Regions from separate parts of the Ovis aries genome. Here region 1 is linked to region 2. Evidence: chromatin contacts called from public Hi-C data. All regions are on one chromosome and are shown on one strand. Each heading gives the region's core, a stretch centred on a gene start, on an enhancer-like site or on the middle of the called end of the contact. The rest is flanking DNA. Distances are from core to core; before and after follow the strand shown. Region 1 holds the start of IRX2 (iroquois homeobox 2). Region 2 overlaps IRX1 (iroquois homeobox 1).

Evidence for each region. A called contact is a pair of places that touch in the nucleus more often than the background predicts.
Region 1: a contact with region 2 is called in a Hi-C map of hypothalamus, with 8 times the contacts expected there. The contact joins the promoter of IRX2 here to the enhancer-like site in region 2. A contact is called at or near these places in 2 of 16 Hi-C or Micro-C datasets (hypothalamus and skin fibroblasts).

Annotation. Positions count from the first base shown.
Region 1 is chr16:70,118,256-70,124,046 of ARS-UI_Ramb_v3.0, reverse strand. It overlaps IRX2 (iroquois homeobox 2), which reads right to left and starts at 3,152. Exons shown (of 5, transcript XM_042233962.2): 1 at 2,839-3,152; 2 at 1,089-1,494; 3 at 97-765. The coding sequence starts at 3,087. LOC121816827 reads left to right here and starts at 3,686. Exons shown (of 5, transcript XM_042233960.2): 1 at 3,686-4,108; 2 at 4,287-4,410; 3 at 5,065-5,146; 4 at 5,568-5,791.
Region 2 is chr16:69,394,255-69,399,494 of ARS-UI_Ramb_v3.0, reverse strand. It overlaps IRX1 (iroquois homeobox 1), which reads left to right. Exons shown (of 4, transcript XM_027980182.2): 2 at 1-702; 3 at 1,225-1,297; 4 at 1,584-2,030. The coding sequence ends at 1,641. Among named protein-coding and RNA genes, the nearest start is that of IRX1, 6.3 kb to the left of the region's middle. Within about 2 kb of position 3,469, at least 3 of the 54 cell types and tissues checked have an H3K27ac peak or open chromatin away from gene starts, as enhancers often do. A contact at or near this core is called in hypothalamus, where this site is marked.

The sequences.
Region 1 (5,791 bases), core at 1,903-4,402, 720 kb before region 2:
GCCCGGTTGCCTTTCCCGGCTCCTAGGGGTGCTCGCCCGCCGGGACCCTCCGCCCCCTCCGCCCCCTCCGCCCCCGGGGCCCCGCGGGCCGCCTACCTTTCTTCGGCTCGTAGCCGCCGCCCGGGGGCCGGTAGTGGGGCTCCGGGAGCGGGTGCGCGCCCGCCTTGCCCGCGTCGCTGGCGGCCTTCGGCGCGGCGTGCAGCGCTTCTGCGGGGGCCGCGGCCGCCGAGTTGTACCGAAGCAGCCCCTGGCCCTGCAGCGCCGCGTTCAAGTTACCGTAGTTTGTGTAGCTGCCGTAGAAGGGCGAGGTGTAGTAGAGATGACGGCCGAGCAGCGGCGACGCGGGGTAGGGCGAGCCGCCCGGCGGAGCCCCGCTCGAGGCGGGCGCCGCGGCCGCCGGCAGCCCGGGCGGCGCGCAGCCCGGGCCCAGGCTCGGCTGCTTGAGGTCCGACGTGGCGATCTCGGCCAGAGACCACAGCTTGGGCTTGCTGGCGGCCGGCGGCGCGCCTGGCGACGTCCGGTTGCCCAGCGGCGTCTTGCCGCCCCCGCCCCCGCGGGGCGCCGCCTCGGGCGGGGGGCTCAGCAGCGGCGGCGCCTCCACGCCGGTGAGCGGCGACGAGGTCACGGGCTTGGGCGGCGCCAGGTCCCGCTCGCCGTCCTCGTCCTCGTCGTCGTCGTCGTCGTCGTCCAGGTCGTCGAACTTCTTGCACTCCGAGCCCGACTCGCACAGGGGGTCCCCGGCGCGGCAGGGCAGCTTCTCTCCGTCTGACTCGGCAGAGCAGGAGTGGTCGGTGAGCGAGTCCACGTGCAGGCTGATCCCTGCAGAGGCGCGGGGTGGGGGGCACGGTCTGTGGCACCCCAGGCCCCGCTGCCCACCGCTCCCCGCCCCCGCCATCCCTCACCCCGACCCCACCCGAGCCGCGTGCTCCAGGCAGCCTGACCTCCCTGCTCGTACGGGGCCTCAGAGGCGCCAGGCAGCGGCGCCTGGAGTGCTGTGCGGGTGGGCGGCCTCCTCTCCGGCCTCAGCTCGGCGCCCCGCCTGGGAAGAAGGAGGCTCCGCGCCCCTGCGCCGCCTCGGCCGCGCTCACCTTCGTCCTCCGCCGACGTCTCGGTGCCCTCGTGCGCCTTGTCCGCACTCTCCTCCTTGCCCCTCGCCGCGTCGCCCTCGTCCTCGTCCTCGTCCTCACTTTTGTTCCTGGGGGCCCACGTCATCTTGTTCTCCTTCTTGAGGCGCCGGCGCGCGTTGGCGAACCAGGTGGAGACCTGCGTGAGGGTCATCTTGGTGATGATGGCCAGCATGATCTTCTCGCCCTTGGTGGGGTAGGGGTTCTTGCGGTGCTCGTTGAGCCAGGCCTTGAGCGTGGCCGTGGCGTCCCGCGTGGCGTTCTTGCGGTAGGCCGGGTCGTTGAGCTGGTACGGGTAGGCCGCGCTGCCGTAAGGGTGGTAGCTGATGGCGCCCGTCATCCCGGTCGTGTGTGCGTCGTAGGGCGCGCCCTGCAACCGACAAGAGCCCGGTGAGCGGTCGTCCGAGGGCCCGACAGGCGTCAGCGCCCCGGCGACCCCTCCACCCGCCCGCGGCCGCCTTTCCCACGGTGCCTCCCCGCGCTGGGACTGCGCCTTCCTGCAGCAACAGATCCGGAGGACGCAAAGGGTCGTTTAACGCCAGCTGTAGATCTCGGAAAGCGCTGCGGTTTTATTCCCAAACTTCCCAACGATTTCATTTTCCTAAAAATGGCACATCTGGCCCCGAATGCCCCTGAGCCGCCGGTACGTGCGTGCACAAACAGGCCCGCACACACGGGCCCGCAGGTAGCGTCTTGATATCTAAATTTCTCCTGGTGTGAAGAGTCGCCGCCTCCTCCTAGTCCCCTTCCCCTCCCTTTAATGGTTAAAAAAAACACCCCAGAGCCCCCGCTCCGCTATTCACCACTCTAAAGCTGGGCAAATCCAATTTGCAACTCGAAGCCAGTCACCGTTTCGAATTCTTCAAATACGCGGCAATTAGCATTTTAATTCAGCCCTTAACGTTTAAATTCGAGACTTCTACAGCCAGCGCCGAGGCCCCGGCTACCCCGTCTCTGCTCTGGAATTCCGCCGAGGGCGGGAGGTGGCCACCAGCTCCCCCCCCACCACCACCGCGTCCGGGCCTCCAGCGTCTAAAACACGCTTTGCCAGCCCCCGGGCCTGGCCGGGCCGAGGAGCCGGAGGAGAGCGGGCCGGCCCGGGGGCTCGGGACGCAGGGGCTGCTCTCGGCGCCCGGGGACCGAGGCGGCACTTAGCCGGCCGAACGCTGGCCGACATGTTTTTCTAAAGCACGGGCCTGTGGGGCAGATGGAGGCGAAGATCCGAGCGGCCCGGCCGGGCCCCGGAGCCGCGGCCGAGGCTCCGTTGATTTCCCCAGCCCCGTGATCACAAGCCCCGCGAGAAAGTGCCCAGCGCCTGGCGATCGCCCCGGAGGCCCAGGGGCGCCGACCCTTGCTGCCCGCGCCGGAAGAAGCGAGCCCCGGCCCGCTCAAGACTCCTCGCCCAGCTTCGGCGCCTGAAAGAGGGCCACCCAGGCCAGATCCCGTCCCGAGCCCAGTGGGGTCGCGCTTCTCGGGCTCCCGGGGAGATGACCTCCGCAGCCGAGGGGAAGGGCGCGCGGAGCCCCGCGCTCCGGCCGTCGCCGGCCGACCGCCCCGCCTCTCGTCCGCGCCGGCCGCGCCACGGCCCCAACTCCGCGACTTCGGAGCCGCCCCCCAACACTACGTTCCCCGCGACCCTCGGCTCGCCGATCACAGGCCAGGGTCTCTGCGCCCGGCATCTCGCGGCCCCGCCCGCCAGCCCGCGCTCGGTTACCATGTAGGACGGGAAGCCGGCGGCGGCGGCGGCGGCGTCGGCGGAGTACTGCAGCGGGCTGCCGAAGCCGGTGGCCGCTTGCGCGGTGAAGGCCGCGGAGCCGGGGTAGGGGCTGAACGCCGAGCCCGACGCCGACCGCGCCAGCTCCTCGCTGCGCGGCGCCGCCAGCGCCGACGCGCCGTACGCCGGACACGAATAGAGCGCCAGCGAGCCGGGCGCCTGGTACAGGTAGCCCTGCGGGTAGGACATGGTGGGCGCGGGGCGCGGGGGCCCGCGTCACGCCGAGCAGCGGGCAGGGCGCGCGGCGCCCTCCATCCACGCCCGGCCGGGGCGCGAGGCGGCGGCGGCGGCGGCGGGCGCGGGGACCGCCAGCCGAGGCAGGCCGGCCCGCGCACTAGCCCGGGCGGCCCCGCGGGCCAGGGGATTGGCGGCGGCGGCGGCGGCGGCGGCGGCGGCGGCAGCTCGGAGCCGGTGGGCGCAGCCGCGCGCCAGGCCGGCGGTCGGGGTTTGGGGGAGTCTGGAGTCGGGAGTGAGGAGTTGAGGAAGGAGCGCTCGAGTTTCCGAGGGACATTGGAACGCGGAGCTGTCCGTCACGGGCTCATCTGCATATCCGGGCGCCCGCCCCCTCCCCTGCTCCGCCCGCTCCGCCCGCTCCCGCCGCCCGGCCGCTGCCGGGGAGGGGCGGGGGCGCCGGGGGAGGGGCGGGCGCAGCGGCGGCGGGAGCGCGAGGCCGGGCGCGCAGGCTTTTGTGGCTCAGCCGCCTCTCGCGCAGCCCCAGCCCCCGGCCCGCAGCCCGGCCGCACCGGGCAGTGCGCGCTCCCCCTGCCCACTCGCGCGGACTCCCGGCGCCCGCCCCCGCGCCCCCCACCTTCCCGGCCGCCCCCCTCGCCCCCGCCCGCCGCTCTGCCCCCTCCCCCGGCCCCGCCCCCAGCTCGGCCCGCCAGGACCCGCGCGGAGGCCGCCCGCTGCCACTTGGGGTGGGGGGGATGAGCGGCCCGGGCCCCCCTCACCGGCCGCGCACTGCGCGCCGCACCCTCGTGCCCGGGTCGGAGCTACGGGTGATGCGGCGGGGGTGAGGCGCCGCGGCCCGGGTCCTCCGGCGGGCGGCGTGAGCGGCTCTCACGCCCGCCTCCCCCGGTCCGTTCTTGCCGCGCGGGCTGAGCCTCCGCGCGGGACCTCGCGGCTGGCCGCCGGCCCCGCGCCGCCCGGCGTGCCCTGCGGGGCCCGGATGCCGGGCGCTTCCGTCGCGAGCCGCCAGGAGGGCCCTGAGGTGAGCTCTCTGCCCCGGGGTGCGCAGTGGCCCGCGGGCCTGGGGGTCAGGACTCTCTGCTCTCGGACGCGGCTTAGCCCGCGCCTCCAGTGCTTTTCCAGGACGCCGCCGCCTCCCCCAAAGGGTTTTTTATTTTGTTTTAATAAGTTGACGCCTCTTTCGGATTTGTGTTGTAAAGCACTCGGGGGAAACGATCGTCACCGGACAGACCGCCTCTGGCAGGACGTGGAGCCTCGCTGTCACTCGGGAAGGGACGAGACAGTCACAGGCCGGGGGCGCGGGCGGCGCACGCGGCTGCCCAGGTAGCGCAGGTAACAGGGGACTCGAGGGCCGCCTCGCGGGGCCCAGCGGCGAGGCGCTCGGCAGGAGGCTCTGGGACCCAGCCCTACAGACACCCTTCTCCACGGGCCTCGTCCACCCTCCCCCACCGGGCCGTGGAGAAGGGTGTCTGGCGTTTGGTTTGAGGGAAGGGGTGCAGATGGGGCCACCGGTGGGCGCTCAGGAAGTGGGCGCACGGGGAGGGGGGCGGCGGTTGTGCGAGGCCCCGCCGTGGTGGTCAACACAACAGGTGCCTCTTCCTGCGGGGAGGGTGGGGAACGCGGTAGGCCGGAGCTCCAGGCCTCAGCCTCTCCGACCCCCCCCCAAACTCCTCCACCCCCTACCCACCTCCCCCTCACTCCCTACCCACTCCTCTACCCCATACCCTACTCCTCTACCCCCCACCCCGCTACACCACCGCCTACCCATCGCCCTGGCCCACTTCCCAGCCCGGTTGGCTGGGCAGATCGCGGAGGGACCAGGGTGATCCCATTCGGGTCTCGGTCTCCCGGGTACCCCGGGCGCCATGCGGCCTCTTGCGGGGCGCGGCTGCAGCTCGAGCACCAGGAGGCTCCAGCCTCGGGCAGGGCTTGACCTCTGACCGCCTGCGGAACCTTCGAGGCTGTTTGTTCCCCCAGATCCAAGGAGACCGGTTGTAAACTGCAGGATTGGACTTGAGCAGAGCCCACCCGCCTCCACCTGCAGGCGGTGGCCCCCCCGGTAGGTGAGGTCCAGGCGCCTGACCCCAGCCGCCTCCCCACTAGCTCCCAAACCGCTGCACCCTCGCCTGTCCCCCCAACACCGGCTCTCCTCTCTGAGCCACCGCGCCGCCCACAAACCGCAGCCTGCACCCTCTACACTTGCCTAACCGCCTCACCCCCAAACACATACTCCCCCCCCCCCCCCCCCCCCCCCCCCCCCCCCCCCCCCCCCCCCCCCCCCCCACCCCCACCCCACCCCACACACTCTGCGCTGCCGGGAGGGCCCAGCAGGTGAGTTTCAGCAATCCTTTGACCCCAAGCAGGATGCCCTAATTCAGTTCAGGGCAGTTATTTTAAATCAATTATTGTCGCGTTAAAAAGGAAAGGGAAGCAGGGAGAGTCAGAGGCCGCAGCAGCCCCGTGGAGCCTGCTTTTCCCAGGGTCCGCGGCATCTGTGGTCTTCCCGGGAGGGAATTCGGTCAGGAAGAGGCCGAAATGAGACAGACACACGACGGATGACCAACGTTCACGGCGCCAGACCAGGTTCCGGGCCTTCGGTTCCCTTCCAATTACATAGTTCAAGTGAAAAAAAGGGGGGAAAAAAAATCAGGTCTAATTTTTATCTCCGAGGAGGACGGGCCTGAGTATTTCCATTTCTAAAGAC
Region 2 (5,240 bases), core at 2,220-4,719:
ACCAGGAGGACGGCGCTCTCTTCGGAAGCGACACCGAGGGGGACCCGGAGAAGGCCGAGGACGACGAAGAGATCGACCTGGAGAGCATCGACATCGACGAGCACGACGGCGACCAGAGCAACGAGGACGAGGAGGACAAAGCCGAGGTGCCGCGCGCGCCCGACGCGCCCGCGGCCCTCGCGCGGGACCAGGGCTCGCCGCTGGCGGCCGCCGACGCACTCAAGCCCCCGGACTCGCCCCTGGGCATGGCCAAGGAGCTCCCGGAGCCCGGCAGCACGCTCCTGCTGAGCCCCGGCGCTGCGGCGGCAGGCGGCCTGCAGGGCGCGCCGAACAGCAAGCCCAAGATCTGGTCGCTGGCCGAGACGGCCACCAGCCCCGACGGTGCGCCCAAGGCCTCGCCGCCGCCGCCTTCCGGCCACCCTGGCGGCGCGCACGGGCCCCCCGCGGGCGCGCCGCTGCAGCACCCCGCCTTCCTGCCCAGCCACGGACTGTACACCTGCCACATCGGCAAGTTCTCCAGCTGGACCAACGGCGCGTTCCTCGCACAGGGCTCGCTGCTCAACGTGCGCTCCTTCCTGGGCGTGGGCGCGCCGCACGGCCCGCACCTGTCGGCGCCGCCCCCGCCGCAGCCACCCGTCCCTGTGGCCGCGGGGGTGCTCCATGGCGACAAGGCCTCGGCCCGTAGCAGCCCCTCGCTCCCAGGTATGGCACCCAGGGGCGTCCGCCCTGCCCCAGGCCAGAAATCTGAGAACCAGGGCGAGCCAGGGGGCAGAGGGGAGCACTAGCCGGGGAGGGGGCTGGGGCCGGGGGAGCCTGGACTAAGGGGTGGGGGGTGGAGGGGATCAGTGGCCCGGTGGTGGCGGGGCAGAGGGGAGCACTGGCGGGGGTGGGGGGTGTACAGAGGAGCACCGGCCCGGTGAGGATGGCGTGGAGGGGATCACCGGCCAGGAGGGGCGTTGGCTGGGGGCACTGACTGCCCGGGAGGGTGGGATCCGGTGGCCGCTGGGCTGGGGTTGAGCCACGATTCCTGTCTGAAGTAGAGGAGGGGAGACCAAGGCCCTCGGCTCCCCAAGATAGCCGGGCTCACTCGCTGGCCTGCCCTGGGGGGTCGGGGGTGTTTCTGGAGGCACTTTCCAGGGGCGGGGAGGGTGGAGGCCCAGCGCCCCTCCGCGGCAGCCCTCCCCCGTCTGGGTCCTAAGCTCGGTATCTCCCCCTCCCTCCCAGAGAGAGACCTCCTCCCCAGACCGGACTCGCCGGCGCAGCAGTTGAAGTCGCCCTTCCAGCCGGCGCGCGACAAGTGAGTGCCCGTGGGCCTTCACAGCCGGGCGGTGGGCGAGGGGCGGGGGTCGCGGGTCGGGGTCGCGCAGCCCATGTGGACCGCGCGCGCGCGCTGGTCCTCCAGCCCCGCGGCGCCCCGGCTGGCTGGCGGAGTCCACCCGGGTTTCTCCCGAGCCGGGAGCCGCGCCGGCCGGCGACCCCGCGCCCCCTCTCTGGGCTCTCGGCTGGCAGAGTCCCCCGGCCGGGTTCCAGCTTCCGTCCACTGACAGCGCTGTTCTTGTCTCGCTGTTTCCCGCCCCCCGCAGCTCGCTGGCCACGCCGGAAGGGACGCCGCGGATTCTAGCAGCGCTCCCGTCGGCCTGATCCAGGGTCGTCTCTGACTTTCCCCGGGGGGGAGGGGGGAGATCTTTGGGAGGGAAAGGATGAGGGAGGAATTAAGACAAATATTTCAGACCGGTGCAAAGGACAGATTTGGCCACGAAGTTGAGGACTCTCCCATCCGTCGCTTTCTGCAGCAAGGGGCTCGTCCGACCGGAGCTCCGCATCCAGGCAGCCCGGCCGGCCTGTGCCCGCGGCTCGGTGGCTGTCACCGTGCTCCGGGTCACTATCGGTTCGGTAAATGCCCCCACCACGTGCTTGTGTCTTCCGCCCCACCCCCTTCCTGTATATAGAGTGATTTCAGATTGTAAATAGCGCGTCAGCGAACTTGTCTAAATCATATATTTTTGTCTAATAAACTAAACGAAATGGTGGCCCCTGCTGCTGCTGCTGTGTGTGGCTGGGCGTCGCCGCGGGCGTCCTCAACCCTGGAATCCGAAATCCTGGCGGGGGGCTTCTACTCTCCCTGACTGGGGGCTTCTACTCCCCCTGGCTGGGGAAAGGGGCTCCTGGGGAGTTTCCGCCCCCGAGGCCGGTGCTTCTCAGCCTTTCCGCGGTTGTTGAATTTGTTAATGTTACCAGGGCAGTTTCTGTTTGGCAGTTCAGTTTAGAGTTATCTGGGCATGCCTTTCTCAGGACATAAATGAGTTCGATTCAAGGCAGTTTATAAAACGATTTTTTTTTAAAGTGGGAAACGATGGGGCGGGGGAATGAAAAGAATTTTCAATCCTGTCCCCAAAGGAGAACTTCCTATTTGAAATCAATTTATAACCAGTTGTCTGAGCGGTGCACTGTGGCGTCAGGGCATTTCGTGGGTAGAATGAGGACATAATGGAGTATGAAATTTTGCTTTCAGTTTATTTTTTAGTTATTTGGCTAAATCGCACTTGGATAAATTGGAAGTTTCTTTTCTTTTCTTTTTTGAAACACTCCTGCTGGCAGGCCAGGGAGGCAGCTAGGTAGCTCTCTGGGCTTGAGCGAGGGGGCTGCTATGATGGCGGCGGGGGTGGGGGTGGGACAGTGGCAAAGAGGGGAGCGGGCTTTGGTCTTCCAGGGACGCCCCTTTAAACTCAGGCGCCCTGGCCTGGGCACACCCAGGGAGCCAAGGAGCCAATATCGCCCAGATGGCCGCCGCGCTGCTCGGGAGGCAGCCGGAGCGATGGTAGAAAACAAAGCGGGTGGAGCTTGGACGCGCGGGTGAGAGCCGGCCGGGCGCCTGGGGGGCCGCAGCGGTCAGGGCTGGGCGCTCGGAGCAGGGGGCACAACCTGCGCTTCCAGAGGGTGCCGGACACTCGGCATTGAATTCGTTAGCACCGAGAAAGCAAACGTTTATAAAACCGCCCTCGAGGATGGAGGGAGGCCGCGAGGTTAGTCGGCCCCCTGGGGCCAAGGCCGAGTCCCTGGTGCCAGGCTGGACATTCCCGACCCGCAGCCGGGCCCCCGTATTCGCCCTGGAGACCTCTGGGACCCGTTGTCCCCGGGGCTGCTTTCCACAGCTAGGATCGCGGCTGAGGGGATGAAACCGGCGGGGTGCTGCTCCTCTGCGGCGGCCGAAGGGGCGCTGGCGCAGCGAACGAACGGGAGGCGCAAACCCCTGGCCGCCCCCCGGCCCGGCGCCGCGTCCTTGTCCAGCGCGTCCCCGCCCCCAGCCCCCATCAGTCTAAAGGAAGAGGCTCCCGCCGGGTCCCCCGGGCTGAAAGGAGCGCGAAGGGGCGAACACACGTGTGGGGGCTGGGGGAGTGCCTGGGTGGGGAGCAGGGGCGGCCGGGGGCTGGGCCTCGGAGCCGAGGGGCCTCCGCGGTCGAGCCGCGTCCCGTCCCTACCGACGTGCTCGAGGCGCCCTCTATGGGTTGCGAGCGGGAAGGGGGGCTGATGGAGGTGTCCGTCCTGGGGGTCCTTGGCTTTGGGGCTCTGCTTTGGGCGCCAGGCTCGAATGATGGTGCAGGGCTTTCTCTGTGTTTTAGAGCGCCGCCTGGTTGTTTGAAATTGAGAGGGGCGTGCGGTGCTGGGCTTGCTGGGTAGGCTGCTGGCATGGGGTTGGTGGGGGGTGGACGGTGGGTTGGTGAGCCAGGAATCCCCTCCGGCCTTTGCCAGGAATCCCTTTGTGAATCAGCAGAGGAGCTCTGACCTGTCCTCCTTGTTAGGACTTGAAGGGTCAGCCGTGCCCTCGGCTCTTAGTCCAGAGTCCTTGGGCAGAGCCTTGGGCCCACGCCTTAACCTCTGGGAAGCAGGGTACCCAATCCTGTGTCTGGGGAGAGGGCACACCTACCGACATCGGAGGAGGGGTGCTCTGCCCCTCTGATGAGGATTGGAGCTCCCAGCCCACAGACAGGTTGCTCTCCAGGTGGGCAAGGCGTTTGGGGAGACTCTTGACGCCTCTGGGAGGCTGCAGGTGGGATTCGGGTGGGCCCTGGAATCCTCTGCTTCTGGCCCAGCTCCACCCTTTTCACCCCTACCCCCCCCCCCCCCCCCCCCCCCCCCAATCAAAGAGGCTGGTCCATGCATGCGTCTGTGCTTTCAACCCATATTTCCATTCTTTATTTCTCTCCAATACACTTGGGATCCCTGGGCCACACTGCTCACCAGGGGGTTCTGAGGCATCAGAACCCTGTGGCCCAGAAGTTGTGAAGGGTCTGTGCTCCCCTCCTGGGGACTGAAGCTCCCACCAAAGAAATCAGGTCGCCAGCCTCAGAGTTATATTTTTCCTCCAGTGAAGAGCTAGACATGAATTTTTAATCGAGCGTTGAAAGGCATTTTTGTCCTTTGTGGGCTATTTGTTTACATCTCTCCAGCGCCTGCAGCCACCTAAGGGTGTGCACGCCGAGGGTGTGCGGTTCCCACAGGGAGGTCCTGAAATACCTGGGAGTGGACCTAGACACCCCCTTGCCTTTAAAGCCAACGTGGAAGTGTTTCTGGAACTTCCTGTGTGTTCAGAGGTGCTCACTCCTGCCTTCCTCCCACCCCTGCCCAGGACGGTTTCGTAGGCTGACGGTTGTCTTATCAGGAGACCAAACCTGAACATGTAAGGGTGATGGACGTCCGCTGGGTGAAGGCTGGCGGCTTGGCCTCCCTCCTCCACAGGCACCGGGGTTCCCACAGAAAGGACCCCCCCCACCCCCACAAGTCCGAACAGCGCACTTCTGTCTTTCTTGGGTCTTATTTGAGGGAAGAGAAGAAAGAACAAATCTGGTTCCCAGACCTCCTCTCTCTGCTCCAGACCGGCAGCGGTGTTGGGAGATGGTCCTAGGTGCGATTTTCTAGACCAGCCCCCTCTCCCCATTCCTGGTTGGAGGACTTAGGGAGCGGGTTGCAAGCCGTGTCTGAACTGATGACCTGCTGGTCTCTGAGATCGTTCCCACCACCCTTCCCTCCCTCCCTCGATCAATTATATTCACCACCAGCACATTTATCTCGCCTGCGATAGGAGAATTCATATTCATATCTTGGTTTTAGAGGCCTGACACTGATTAATGTAATACTCGCTGTGACTCCAAGGGGCCGCCACCCGATGAATCATGCCCTATAAAGTTTCAGTTGTCCTTGTCGATGGGACTCGGCCGGGATGCTCAGAAGCCAGAGGAGGA